Regions from separate parts of the Mus musculus genome. Here all the other regions are linked to region 1. The links are chromatin contacts, called in public HiChIP or PLAC-seq and promoter capture Hi-C maps. All regions are on one chromosome and are shown on one strand. Each heading gives the region's core, a stretch centred on a gene start, on an enhancer-like site or on the middle of the called end of the contact. The rest is flanking DNA. Distances are from core to core; before and after follow the strand shown.

The links. Promoter capture Hi-C pulls out the DNA fragments that hold promoters and counts their contacts. HiChIP or PLAC-seq counts read pairs in DNA pulled down with a chosen protein or histone mark.
Region 2: a contact with region 1 is called in an H3K27ac HiChIP or PLAC-seq map of large pre-B cells, with 7 times the contacts expected there. The contact joins the promoter of Nrcam here to the promoter of Lrrn3 in region 1. A contact is called at or near these places in 2 of 115 datasets of contacts at active chromatin or transcription factors (astrocytes and large pre-B cells).
Region 3: a contact with region 1 is called in a promoter capture Hi-C map of hippocampal neurons, with 4 times the contacts expected there. The contact joins the enhancer-like site here to the promoter of Lrrn3 in region 1. A contact is called at or near these places in 6 of 39 promoter capture datasets (the C10 cell line, cranial neural crest, frontonasal cranial neural crest and 3 more), 2 of 15 datasets of contacts at CTCF or cohesin (large pre-B cells and pro-B cells), 9 of 484 Hi-C or Micro-C datasets (the N1E-115 cell line, cerebellar granule neurons, cerebellum and 4 more) and 8 of 115 datasets of contacts at active chromatin or transcription factors (SST interneurons, astrocytes, embryonic forebrain and 5 more).
Region 4: a promoter capture Hi-C map of hippocampal neurons shows a contact between it and region 1, with 32 times the contacts expected there. The contact joins the enhancer-like site here to the promoter of Lrrn3 in region 1. A contact is called at or near these places in 10 of 39 promoter capture datasets (the C10 cell line, the HPC-7 cell line, cranial neural crest and 7 more), 2 of 15 datasets of contacts at CTCF or cohesin (large pre-B cells and pro-B cells), 20 of 484 Hi-C or Micro-C datasets (the 63-12 cell line, B cells, the N1E-115 cell line and 13 more) and 8 of 115 datasets of contacts at active chromatin or transcription factors (SST interneurons, astrocytes, embryonic forebrain and 5 more).
Region 5: a promoter capture Hi-C map of pre-B cells shows a contact between it and region 1, with 7 times the contacts expected there. The contact joins the promoter of Pnpla8 here to the promoter of Lrrn3 in region 1. A contact is called at or near these places in 2 of 39 promoter capture datasets (hippocampal neurons and pre-B cells) and 4 of 115 datasets of contacts at active chromatin or transcription factors (astrocytes, embryonic forebrain, large pre-B cells and 1 more).

What each region holds. Positions count from the first base shown.
Region 1 is chr12:41,484,666-41,487,365 of GRCm38.p6, reverse strand. Lrrn3 (leucine rich repeat protein 3, neuronal) reads left to right here and starts at 1,309. Exons shown (of 2, transcript NM_010733.3): 1 at 1,309-1,795. The region is part of intron 4 of Immp2l (IMP2 inner mitochondrial membrane peptidase-like (S. cerevisiae)); the gene reads right to left.
Region 2 is chr12:44,327,527-44,330,226 of GRCm38.p6, reverse strand. It overlaps Nrcam (neuronal cell adhesion molecule), which reads right to left and starts at 1,342. Exons shown (of 31, transcript NM_176930.4): 1 at 1,131-1,342.
Region 3 is chr12:43,826,551-43,829,250 of GRCm38.p6, reverse strand. All of the region lies in intron 1 of Gm33384 (a long non-coding RNA gene), which reads left to right. Among named protein-coding and RNA genes, the nearest start is that of Gm33384, 24 kb to the left of the region's middle. Within about 2 kb of position 1,305, at least 50 of the 459 cell types and tissues checked have an H3K27ac peak or open chromatin away from gene starts, as enhancers often do. A contact at or near this core is called in SST interneurons, astrocytes, cortical neurons and 3 more, where this site is marked.
Region 4 is chr12:44,175,882-44,178,581 of GRCm38.p6, reverse strand. No RefSeq gene overlaps it. Among named protein-coding and RNA genes, the nearest start is that of Dnajb9, 33 kb to the left of the region's middle. Within about 2 kb of position 1,396, at least 22 of the 459 cell types and tissues checked have an H3K27ac peak or open chromatin away from gene starts, as enhancers often do. A contact at or near this core is called in the HPC-7 cell line, cortical neurons, forebrain and 3 more, where this site is marked.
Region 5 is chr12:44,267,790-44,270,489 of GRCm38.p6, reverse strand. Pnpla8 (patatin-like phospholipase domain containing 8) reads right to left here and starts at 1,336. Exons shown (of 10, transcript NM_026164.2): 1 at 1,189-1,336.

The DNA of each region.
Region 1 (2,700 bases), core at 60-2,559:
CGGTCATGGCGCAGAACACCGGTTTAAGTCACTTCAACGACACCTTAAGAAACAATTAGTGCTAATGCTTTTGCTTTTTGTTGTTATTCCCCCCTCCCCCAGTAAATCTAATAAATGCCATTTCCTTTTCCTCCACTAGAGGGCAGTCTATCAAAGCAAGGGGAGACTCAGATAAGGCAGCTTTGGACCTGTTGAAAATTGTTCCCATGTTCCACTCCTCTCAGGAGGTCTCTCTAGTATACTGTCTGGAAAGCATGCCCTTATATTCTTCTATTTGTCATGGTTGTTCTGGAGCTGAACACATGACCACGCTGGCATGATTTCTAGTCTAAATATTCCAAATGTTTTACATATAATTCCTATTGAAAACATTTTCCTAGTTAAGTAGCCATTCAGAGTTGATAGCCGTAAGTGCAAAAAGAGATAATTTAACTGTTCAGTCTATTGTAGAGGAAAGGATCCCTGAGTTATTACTAATAAATCATACATCTAAAACGCATACACAGGCGCACACACACACATACATGTACATCTGGATGCAGGCACAAGCAATGCCACATACAACACATGTCCGATGTGTGGCATCAGATTTGTTATACCATGTATAGATAAGTAGTTATAATTGGAAAAGTTTATTTTGTATATGCTTCTCCTTACATACCATTGTTGTGAGTATTGGAGAAGCAAATATTTGTTGTAATTTTAAGAAATGTCATTGTAAAACCTAAACAAATACGCAAACAAAAAATAAACCCACACACAAAGTACCAACAAGAAAAATGGAAAGAAGGAATGGAGGGAGGGAGGGAGGGAGGGAGAGAGAGAGAGAGAGAGAGAGGGAGAGAGAGAGGGAGAGAGAGAGAGAGTGAAAGAGAGAGAGAGGCTATTAGCTGCATGCACATAGGCTGATTTAAGTAGGATCTGTAGGGAAACAAACAAGGGGCAGGAGAGCTGCAGGCTGCAGGCTGAAATGTAAAGCCACTGCTGAACTTCACAGACAGGGAGGCAGAGTCACTATCAAGTATTTTTAATATTCAGGAAATCCTTGTTCATAAGTGTTTCCTGTCTTATCTCAGAGGAAATGAAAAACAGAAAAACAAAACAAACAAAAACCCCACCGTTTCTCCAAATGACTGATCACATTCCAAATGGGAGAACTTGTTGAAAAGCGCTGCACATTGCTCCAAAAGGAAAAGAAAAAACAGGAAAGAAAATGATTCCAAGGAAAAATATGCAAGCCTGTTTCATTTATTTGTACCCTAAGCAGCACTGTCATAGGACAGACAGGCTGCTTCAGCCAACCAGGCTGGAGCAGCTGCGAGTGCTACATCTTGGCAGTCTGAAGCGATTGGCTCCTCTCTGGGGAGTGGAGGGTGTTCAGTTATTAATGACCGCTGAGCAGGCAGCACCGTGTCAGTGTGACAACTGATCTGGTGAACGATGCACCACTAACCACCATGGAAACGAGGAGAAATAACGCCAGCTAGCAGGATCTCTCTTCACGGGATTGAGAGGCTCAGCCTGCTGCTGCCGGAGAGAGTTCCAGTCAAAAGAAGGAATCCTAGCTGCAGGCTCCTGCCTTCCTTTATATTTTAGAAAAAGAGAGAGAGAGAAAGAGAGACACCATTGCTTGCATGTGTGCATATCTATAGTATGTAATTGTGTGTACTTTATTACACATACATATGCACCTATTTATACTGGGGCAAGAAGACAGCCATGTGATTATTTCAGCCAAGGAACTGAGCAAGCAGGGGCACCGGAGGAGGGCTATCCCTGCATCTGCTAAGGCAAGGTAAGTTTAAAATATACCTATCTGTTTAAATGTTCCCTATTTCGTGTTTTTGTTGGTGCCGGAGTTTTTACACATCAGTTCTCCTTTGATGTTTTCCCCTTGTCTGAATTCTAAGGGCATTTTTCTTTGCATTTCACTTTTGAGTGAACATGCAAACCCCGCCGGCTCTGTGTGTGCCTAGCTGCGTTCGTGGGATTCTCAAGCAGGCATTTTACTAGCTTGAATGCCCATCAGAGGATGTGAGTGGGAGAGAAAAGCAGTGCCGGGGGAGGAGAGAGAGAGGAGGGAGAGAGAAGAGACGGGGACTGAGGCAGAGAAAAGAGAACAGAAGGACCAAGAGAGAAGCAGGGAGAGAGAGGGGAAGGAGACAGAGAGGCTGGCAGAGGAGGCAGCGGGAGAGAGGGGAGAAGGAGAGAGAAACAGAGGGAGATGGAAAAATCAGGGTCCTTTGCCCCCACAGCTCTTGTAACGAAAAGCAGATCACTCATATTTCTCTGTTCTGAAGCCAATGAGGCGTTGTCCCCCCACCCCCCAGCCCGCCCCAAGGGATGAAGATTTAAGGGGGATGCTGTAGTGTGTCAGGAGTGAAGGGCACCAGGCAGAGTAGCAGAATGAGCATATCACAAACCGGTATTGAATTTCTGCCAGGCTACATCTTCCCGATTGTGGTAAATGACTTCCCTTTAATAACATCCCATCCCCTCACTGCTCTGAGGGGACAGTGCAAGCGTCTGATTGCTAATGCAGCCCAGGAAGCTACCATGCTAGGGAAACCAGGAGATGAACCAGGAGAGCTCTAGTCACCTTTGGTAATTGAACAGCATCGCGGTAGTATGGCTTCAAAGTACATTTCCTATTTATGAAGACTGTTTGCTCTCACTGAGCCGGGTGGCTTAACTCGGCTT
Region 2 (2,700 bases), core at 93-2,592, 2.8 Mb before region 1:
CCCGGTGGACTCAGGGAACTCGTGCTGCACCTGCTATCCAGAGAACACTTCTCAGAGAATGACTCCCTAGCTCTGCCTACTGTGAAATCCGGTCCCTGTTCTGTGCCGTGGCAGATGTGAACCGAGAGTAGCCGGATCCACACACCCCGGGAACCAGAGAGCCGCAGCGCCCACCCGCGCTGCCTGGAGGGCCCGGGGCGGTGCCGGGCACAGATGGCGCTCGCAGCTAGATGATGCTCTAACGCGGGCAGTCACTCCAGGCTCACCACAGTACTCCCGGGCGAAGCTGTAGTCAGATCCCACCCTGAGAGCCTGCTCAGGGCAGAGGCTCTTCCCAGTCTGTCCCAAACCCGGTACACCAGCCCTGAGAAGCCCCTGTCCACAGAGGCTGTGTGTGGTGGGGGAACTGTCACGGCCCTCACCTGGAAGCCAACAAAGCAAGTGTCCCCAGCGCACCATCCCTGGTGTCTATCCTGTTCCCCTCTGATTCCCTGAGTCCTCGCCAGGGCTGAGAAAGCCGAGGTGGGCAGTCAGCATCGCCGATTCCCCTCCCCCGCCCCCCGCCCGCTCACGGCGATTCGCCCAGGTGTGAGCACATCTGAACAAAGCCCACGCCCAGATGTGTCCGTGGGGACACGAACGCGCGCACGCTGCAGCGCGACCAGCGGGACTCAGTCGCGCTTCGCCGCCGGGCGACCCTGTCTTGTGACACTGCATCCACTGCGTCCCAGCCCAGAAAGCTGTGTAATGCCGGTCTGTCCACAGGCAGACCTCTAGTCAGGGCTTCCAGAGAGGCTGAAGTTAACCCGGGACCCAAGGAGCTGGTGGGCTCTCGCCCGTGGTACCCGAGCTGCGGGGGTCGAAGCCGCGTCCTCCCAGGGCGTGCGTCTCCTTTTTCCAACCAGCGCCCCGACTATGTCAAGGGCTTGCAAGAGAAAACGAAGTCGCCGACCTCTTTCTCCCAAGCTGCAAGTGCTGCCAGACTCCCACAAGAGCTCGGGTTGAGCCGGGGCGCCAGTGTCTGAGTGACAACGCGGCAGCCTCGGGCTCCTTGTTCTGCTCCAGCCGCGTCCACCCACCAGGACAGAATGTCACTAATGCAACCGCCAGACACACCCAGGGCTACTCACGTTTTCGTGCCGCGCCCACCTCCCTGCCGGGGCGCTACTGCCTAAGACCCCGGAGCCCAGCTGTCGTGCGTGTTTCCGAAGCTTCCGAAGCTGTCGCCTCCAGCTGCCCCAGTCTCCGTTTCTGCACGGTCCCTCGCGCCCGCGCGTCTCAGGCTCGGACTCCGGCGCGCGTCCGCCAGCGACCCAGGCGAAGCGCGCGTCCTCGCCGCTCCCGCCCTCCGCTCCCGGCGATACCCAGCGTCGCGCTCAGGCCCCTCCCGACTCTCTTAGCGTCCCCGCGTCCCCCTCCCCCGCACTCACCGGGCGTCGCCCGCCCCCTCCCCTCCGGCCTAACCCCCTCCCACCCACCCACAGCTTAGGCTGCAGCGAATGGGCTCCGGCCTTGAGCGCCTTGAGGACTGGGTGGCCTCTCACCTGAGAGGTCGCGCTACTCCGGACCTCTGCCACCACGCACCGGGTGAGGTGGTGGCTGTAGGGCCAGGAACTCAGGACTTGAGTGTTCAGGGGAATGGGTGACTGGGATGTGTCTACAGAAGATGTTCCAGAAAACCAGTGTTTTAAATGCCACTCTCCTTGGTTTAGATTTCCGTGTGAGTGTGATGGATGGATCCGGATCACACATTCCCTCCCGCCCTCCTCTCACCTCCAATCCTTCCGCCTCTCTTCTATTCCTCTAAAGTATTTCGTGCTTTTGCAAACTCTACTTGGCATGGGTTGGGTACTGGTTTATAGTTTTACAACTGTCATTTTCAAATACACTTGAGGAAGGGTCCCTTTAGCGTGTAAGCGGATGCTACTTTCAGTAGGGATTGGGTTTCTGGAGTAGTTGACATAAGCTTTTCAGATTGCAGAGTATTATACAAGTTTTGTGTTTGTTTGTTTGTTTGTTTTTTCAATGCAAAAGTGTGTAGAATTTTTTAAAAGAATATGTAGAATTTGAGTAAACCCACTGCATACTACACAATTCAGATTCTTCAGGACCCTCACCCCTTCCAGCATGATGGTGTCCAAGGCACATAGCCTCTTACCTGGGCCTACTTCCTTCTGCAGGCCCGGGTACAGTCAGCCTGGTATTACCCAGCTGGACCATTTACTTTTGGAAGCTCTCTTCAGCCTCTACCTTCAGCCTCCAGAATAGGTGTTAGATTGGCACTCATGAATAAAAACAGATCTGGCCCGGGCCATGCTTCAGAGTCTTGATAGCTCCTCTGCCCTGCTGTGACTTTACTTTGAACTTAAGCTTCAACCCACATTCACTCATGTGCACAGTGTCTCTTCTTTCTCCTACTGCCCAAACATACAGGATCCCCTTCATAAAAGAAAGTACTTCAAAGCTTCAAAGAGTACTACGATTCACACTTGATCCCGAAACCCATAGTCTTAACCACTGTGCCATGCTGTGTCAAGGACAGAGCACAGAATGTCTCTTCCCGTGAGGAGCACCTCCGTAGAGAGCCATGGAGCCCTCCAGTGGTACCTGGGGTGAACAGGCTTTAGACGTTCCTCTGTTTTTCAGTCCTATCTCCCCCTCCCCTCTCTCTTTTTCTCCCTTTGCCTGATTTTCTCAACC
Region 3 (2,700 bases), core at 56-2,555, 2.3 Mb before region 1:
GCCAGAAGAAAAGGATGTACCTCTGGTTCAATACAGGCAGTATCTACAGACTGTGGCTGGTTCCAAGGAAGGACCCTAACACTATGCACAGTTGTCCTTTCACATATTTGTGTATCTAACAGAAATAAACAGAAATGAACTGTGGGCAAGGACATATTCTTAAAGTCCTTCTTATATTATGGACAAGAGATCATTCTGTAGAGAGTAAGGTAAACATGAGTAAGAAAAATGTGGCTCCATCTTAGAAACTGTGATAAGAATTAATTTCCTGTAGGTTTTAAGACAGGAGTCCATGGCAATATATAAGCTGGTTACATACAAGTAAGAAGAAAGAAATCATGATTTAATTAATGGGTACCAAACCCAGCCAAGGTCAGTGTCTGGCACAACAAACCAAGGTCAAAATGAAAATGAACAGTGGTGACCATAACTCAAGACCATTTCCCTGAGTGAGTGTCTCCCTGATTGGGAGACAGAAGCATAGAGCATGTGAGCCCCTTTGGCTTGATTTGTGTTCAGTTTTCTGTTACAAGGTTCATGAAAGCCCCAGGTCCAGCAGCTTGGTGGTATGCAGGGCTGTGAAAGGCAGCCTATTTTGGTTGAAAGAGGTTCGCTCCAGTGACCCAGTAGAAAACGCTACAAGGAATGGAAAAGCAAGCCATGTTCCCAGAGACAGAGCCCCCAACTCCATAATTCTGTGACTATAAGTCACACAGACAATGTCCCAAGCTTCTGGCATTATGGCTAGACTCCACCCCCACAGTTACCTGATAGCCCAGCCCTCTATAAAAGGGGCTGCTTGACCCCTCCTCACTCTCTTTAAGCTCTCACCTTTCTTACTCTCTAGCCCTTCTCTTTCCCTCCCTTCCCTCTCTCTCCACACGGCCATGGCCAGCCTTTCTTCCTCTTTCTATCTTCTCTCTTTCTCCCTGCCTTTCTATAGTAAAGCTCTAAAACCACAGACTGTCTCTGCTCATCAAGACCCACAGTGATTGAACAATGGGATAGGCTTTTCCCTAACAAGGCATGTCTAACCTCCCACTGGAAGGCCTTCCTGGGCTCCAGCCATGGACCGCACCAAGGACTCTCGACTGTGTGGGAACCACTCACTGCCCCTGCTCTCCCTGCCATCTCTGCCCTTCAGCCCTGGGGATGACCCAGCTGCCCCTCATTTGTTCTCAGCTCTTCTGTGGCAGCGTCCAGTGGTGGCTGGGATGCCCAAGACTGAGAACCTGTTGCCTAGGACTGCCCCTTGTTCACCCCCGGCTGAGAAGGGGCCCAGTGCCTTCCCACAGCCAGACACCCACCAGGAGCTGCATGGAAAGCCTGCGGCTGTCCTCCCAGATCCGCCCACCCAGAGCACCTGAACTCTGGTGGGATGAAGGGTTTTTTCCCACTCTTTCTTTCCCCCACACCCACTGCCAAACAGTGGTATTTCCTGTTTTGGACTCCTTCCACTCTGGGGAGTCTTTACTTTTCTTAATAGTTTCCTCATTCTTTTGTCTGCATCTTTTTTCCTCACTATTGTGAGCCAACAAACTGCATTGACTTGGGGCAGCTTTGGTGACTGTTGACGTTCCTGTTCCTGTACTTTAGCCCCCAGAGTTAAGCTCCCCCGAGCCAGGAGAGACTCTTGCTCTCAAAGATCTAAATCAGTGGGAGGAGGGAAATAAGGAAACACATCTTTCTCAGCAATCTCTTGACAGTTATAATCACAAGGCTCCTCAGCAAGGTTATATAAACAGTTTTGGGGGAAGAGAAGCTTCCACTGAGCTGCTGGCAAGTTATGCAGGGAGCTACAAGGGATGTAGCCTTCATGAGTCATCGCCCATGCTGGAGTGGGCATTTCAGGGCTGCAGCTGCTTTTGACTCATCTGTTCTCATTATAAATAACCTTCATCTATACACTTGTAACTAACCACAATAAATGCTGGTTCACCAAGTTAGACTTGAATAGAATCATTTCTTCCATCTGTTGTTGGTACCCTATCTGAGGTAAAGCTACATCTGTTTCTTTCCCTAGGAAAAGTCACACAGCATAGAGCTAGAGATTGGAGTCACACATGCATATGATAAAGGATGCTAAAGATTTCCAGCAAATTCTAGAAGTAGAGAGAGCCAAGAAAGAATTTTCACGTTTCAGAGAGAGCATTATCCTGTAAATACTCGATCTTGGACGTCTAGACTCTAGAACTGTGAAACAATATATATTTATTTTAAGTCACATAATTTGTGATTTACTGTTTCAATTGCTCTGGGAAACTAACACACCTAAATACTGGTATTAACAAATTTATTATGCATTTTATAATGAGCTTTTATTATGTGGCAAAGGCTAATAAGTACTGTAAGCCATTTGCATGCATTATCTCAATTTTCAAAGCAACACTATGTGATACGTATCTTTTCATAGACATGCACATATGTGTACATATGTATGTATCTACATAAATATTTATGCTTTTGTATGAGAACAGTTAAAAGACTGGCTAAAGTTATAGTCTGCTTCGGAATACTTCTGAGTTTGTATGTACACTGCAGTAAGTACTAAAATGTAAAATGAAGTCACTGCCCTCTATAAACTATTAGTCTATATAACACAAACTCTGACTCAGCAGAACATGCATCAGCCAGCCAGCCAGCTTCTATCTGTCTTTTTGCCTTGCATCCTGTTATTTTAATGTTATTTTAATACCAGAC
Region 4 (2,700 bases), core at 147-2,646, 2.7 Mb before region 1:
CGGTGATGCTAGTTCCCTTGTGCTTCCACCCTTCACTCTCTGGGCTCTGGTTTGTCTATGAGAATGGTTCTACTAAGAAGACCTACTCAGGTGGCAGTGGTTGTTGGGAAACTTCTAAGGCTGGTCTAAGTCTCCAGTCAACAATGCCCTAGGAAATATTCCAGAAAGTAGTCGACAATTGCCATGACAATCACATGAGCTGGGATGTACACATCAGATTGGACACGTTGAGCAGTTCTTTGGGTATCAATGATACCTTAATAAAATGGGTTCAAAGAGCAAGCCGGGAAACAAAGCAGCCAATTCTGGAGACTGAATCTTTCTTCCTGAAAAGTAAGATCCAGAGAGTCTAGAGCTCTGTCATAGCCTGTGTTTATAATCCTTCTTACCTATAGGTTGCAAAGAGAATAAATTCAGAGCATGGAAGTGGGCTCCTAAATGTTGCATAGATTGCTTTCTCCATTTGTCTAAACAACAACAACAACAACAACAACAACAACAACAACAACCCAGGACTATAATAATAATTAGAAAGACAAAGATACTACCAGCTTATCAATTGCATCACAAGTGTGGTCTCTAACCGCTCTGTGTCATATGCCCAGTTTTTAGTCCAGTAAGAATGAAGGAAACTGTGGAATGGCTTAAGTAAAATGCCCTGAGTTCTTCTCTTGTTGCTGTTGCTTAATTTTATCTTCCTTGGAGTTTCCCTTCGGTACAGTGGCACATAGAAGCCATCTCCCATTTTGTGGCTTTCTCAGTGGTAGAAATTCGCGTAATTTTGTCATATTCATGAAATTATTCAGTTACTCATAAACTCTCCAGACACAGTCCACACTTAAGTAATGAAAGAGAGCCAAAAGGAATTCCTTTGCTGACTGATACTGACTGACTGAGGTAGCTTAGAGCCAAGTTGAAAGCCAAGTTCCCCTACCTCCCATTAATCATCAGTTCTAAGTGATCAGCTGTAATGCTGTCCTTACCACTTTGCAGACATTAGCCCTGACACTTCAGTGAGGTGCATATTGTCATCTCTGGTTTTACCAATTTTTAGAAATTAAAAAACAAAAAGCTAAAAGGTTATTTGCTTAAGACTTTTTCCTGTCCATGTCATATATAGAGGGGAACACGACTGCATTGCCTTTTTTTCTTTCTTTCTATCTAGTCTCCTTCCCCCAATTATGCAGAACTTAAATAACATTTTTGAAACAATATTAGTATCTCTCTTGCTCATGTTTTTGAAGAATTTAGAGATTAAAAAAAATCTAGCACTGTAATTAAAATGTGAAAGCAAAAGCTATTTGTAGCAGAAAAACATCCCATTAATGTGATTTCCTTGTGGCGGATTGACAAGTTCAAAGCAGCAATGCAGGTTGCCATGGGCACCAGATTCTATTTGCTCTGCTGGTTCATTTTACTTAGCTACTAAAGGAGGAGGGTAGCATCCAGCCAGGATGCGCAGAACATTGTTAGAATAGATTTGTAATTTCTGTGGAATACCTTCTCTTTATATATCTATCTAGATCATAGCTGCAAACAGTGTATATGGTTGTTTTAGGGGCAGAGGTTTTGGAATTTCTTAGAAATGTGGACGGCAGAGGGGTGCATGGTAGACTGGGTTTTCTCCCTTCTCAAATAGCTCATCCATCACAGGCTGTAAATGAATATTTGTTCAAAAGATAGTGGAATGGATGAATGGGTAACTCATTATAACGTGCCTGCTGCCTGCGTTAGATTCAAGTTTGTGAAGAGAGGCTCTAGGGTAGAAATTGCAACAAAGAAGTAGCAGGGAATGTCAGGAAGGAGAAGCAAACACACACACACACACACACACACACACACACACACACACACACACACACACACTGGATGCAATCTGTACTTTTGCAGAGCCTGAGATCAGGAGAGAAAGCAAGGGGAGAGCGTGAGGAGAATGATGCATTCCAGAGACCACCACAGACTACATAAGAAACAATCAAGTCACGAAACCTCCCTGACAGTGTCCTGCGCCCACCCTCATCTAACTCTGGCTCCTCATTAGCTGTCTCGTGCCTCAAGGAGGAAGCGCCTCAAGGAGGAAGCGAGACATGGTGGGGGCAACTTCCTGTCACTGGAGGGTCAGGAGTGCTTCCCTGGCCCTGAATCAAAGGCTGGAGTTTTGTTTCATTTGTTTTAAGTTCCCAGGCTGGGCAAGGCAACTTTCCCTTTGAATTATGCTCCTTTCTTCCCTGACAAATGACGCCTCCTGCCAATGCCTTCCCATCAGGAAAGGCTCCTGCTCCTTGGTGCACAACAACCGCAGTTCACAATTTAAAATGATGGTTCCAGGATTACAATAGAAATGGCAATGTTTCACACACTCACAACCCTGCCCACAATCCCTACTTTCAATTCTAAGCAAATTCTGGTAGTGTCTTTTGTATTTGCCCCGTGCTTAAGTAAGCAAAAAGGAAGGATATAGCAAATGTCTTCCAAATCTATGTTTATCATGAACACAAATTATAGCTTCAGTTGTTTTTTGTTATATGTAAATCAACTGACAGATGTATGTATTGGCAGCAAATCTTGTGAGGGACATGGCCCTGTCTGCTGCTAAATATACATCTCTAGCTCTCCTGGGAAGGAATATAATTATGAACTGTTATATAGAATATAATGAATTGCTGTTAATATTTCCTGACTTCTCATTCTGTGCCCCCT
Region 5 (2,700 bases), core at 87-2,586, 2.8 Mb before region 1:
GCGATTGGGAGTGAGTTGGAACTGGAGGTGAAACAAGAGTCTAGCTCTGACCTTTGCACAAACGTTATGTGCCCCAAATAAAGTAACAAATCCCATCTTTACTGGCTGAAAAAAACAACTTCAAGTACAGACTGTTCTTGTATCAATTCTGCATGGGAAAGTATGGATGTATTAATATAGACTAGTGCAGCTGACCTTTTCACTAATCTGACATCATTATGAAGAGGGCCACTGTTACCAAGATTTTAAAATTAGATGGAGAAATACAAAACAAGATAGAGAATAGAACAATTAGCAAAAACTATGAAGCGAGGTCTTTATATTGGAGATTCATCTAATATGCATACCGAATTTCACAAAATAGCTATATGGAATTTGGTACAACTGACTGCTTCACTAAAACATAAGCTTTTCAATTCACTCTTATGTACTTTTATAATAATCCTCACTTTTTAAAAACATTCTTCCCATTTCCTTGTGGTAATGAACCGCCTTGAGAACCTGAAATATATTTTTGACAATCAGGAATTCGGTCCATAATACAACTTGGAAATGAAAATGGTAATTTTAAATGCATTCTAGGATAGCCGCTTATGTCACATCTATCTCCTAAGATATTCCTTGAAGGTCACTTTTCTTTAAAGTTATTGCTGTAATGGGCGTGAAAACTGGTCGTACCACCCCCCGCCCCGCCCCCAGCATCATGACAGAAATGACAGTGACAAGAGGCTCTGCAACCTGCTGACTCATACAGTTTTTTTCATCTTTTAAAAGGGACGCGCATCTGGTTCTGCTTAAGCAACAGCGCACTGGGATAGGACGGGAAGAAAAAGCAAATCGCTGAGAAGTAAAAATATCCAGCCACCAAAACACAAAGCACACGCTGCCCAGTCAAGGTCGAGGTAGATCAGAGAAAACGTCGCGTCTCCAGTGATCTGCCAGAGAACAGCCCATTCAGGACCCGGCGTGCCACTGCAGAGAGGGGCTGGGCGGGACCACCGGCGGGGGCGGGGCGCAACCAACCAAAACACCCGGCGGCCACGCCCGCGGCATCGGGGCGTCGGGGCCAAGCGCCCGCCAGGACCCCGAGGCCTGCGTATCGGGCCTCCGAAACGCCCGCGGGAGAGCCCGGCGAAGCGCCCACGCCACGGAGGCCACCTGCCACCCCGCCGCCTTCCGGCCACTCACCGGGACGCAGGCAGTAGTCACGGGCGCCGCGGCCGCCACTCGCCTCCCGCCAGCTCTGAGGTCCGCATCGGCCCGCCCGGCCTGCTCGCAGCTGCGGCGCCCGGACCCCAAACACTGGCGTGACCAGCACCACCCACCGCTACGCCCCGCCCCCAGCGGAAGTGACGCAAGCTCTAGGGCCTGTTTTTCTGCCTTCTGCCCTCCTAAGCCTACGTAATAGGGCGTGGCTGTGGAGAGAGGGAGGGGCGGGGAGTTTGTTGGAGCTGAGTGCTTGGGAGAGGCACCGCTTCGGAAGGGGCAAGTGCTACTTTTATGATCTGTTGTGACGGTTAGGCGGAGATCAATGGCTTTTAATCTCAGCGCTGTCTCAGAGTAGAGTGCCTGGTTGCTTGCTTGCGGGTTACCAATAGTTCAGAAATAAGTTCAGCTGGGCTGAGCGTGCCAGAAGACTCTGCGCGCGCTGTGTTGCCTAGGTTCCAGGGAACCGCTTTAACCGCAGCCTGGATGTGAGCAGCCTGGCTGGACCCTGTGATCCTGCTGTGGTGATACCTCCTCTTTGTTTCTAGAACAGCTACGGGGTCTGTCAACTTAAAAGCTCTTTGTCATATACCATCTTGTGGGAGTTAGCGTGTACTACCCCTTTGATGGTCTTGTAATCAACACGTTGAAATTTTTGTATACCAGGGAGGCAAACTACAACCCGCCACAGGTCTAGTGCTATCTAGTTAACTAGACCATCAGATTAGGACCTCAGTGTTCACCTTCAAGAGTAGCAGAGGGCCAGCCCTTAAAATGAAAATGATTGTAAAGCCCTTTAGGAAGGGCATTACATGTGCTGCCAGATTCACTGACAGTTTTTAATTAAGGGGCTTTGGATTACAGAGGTTAAACATTACAAAGGTAAAAAATGTAGTAGGCCTATAAACTCGAGGCGAGAGCAGGCTACATGAGGAGACCTTGACGTTTCTTTCCCCTAAAAATTAAAGAAAAAAAAGAAAAAAGAGTAAATGAGCATACTAGGCATTTGGTTAACACATGATATTGGGTTGTGTCTACCATACTGTCTGGTAAACCCTAGCAGTGTATTAGCTGTTAAATAGCCTCACAACAGCTCAAATATGTACTCCAAAAATTAAGAAAGGCTTGGAAATAACTTTAGCTCTTGATTTTTTTATTATTAATTTACTAATATTAAAATACCCTGACACTATTGAAATGGTAGAAGGTCAGAACTATTACCATAGTGAGCTGTCAGCTCCAGGTTCTGACACAACAAAGAGTAGAGTTTAGAACAGTAGGCAAAGGGGGTGGTCATTGGATGGAAGATTACTAAGAAATGACATCACGTCAAAGGTAACAGACATTCTTGCTGAAAAGAAGCAGATTCTTGGTGAGAGAAGATGAGAATGACCAGATACCAAGAGTGGGGATTAATTTCATATCAACTTAGACGATTCCTCCTAACACTGGACTTAGATAGGTCCAAGGCAGAGGCCAAAAGATGACAGGTAC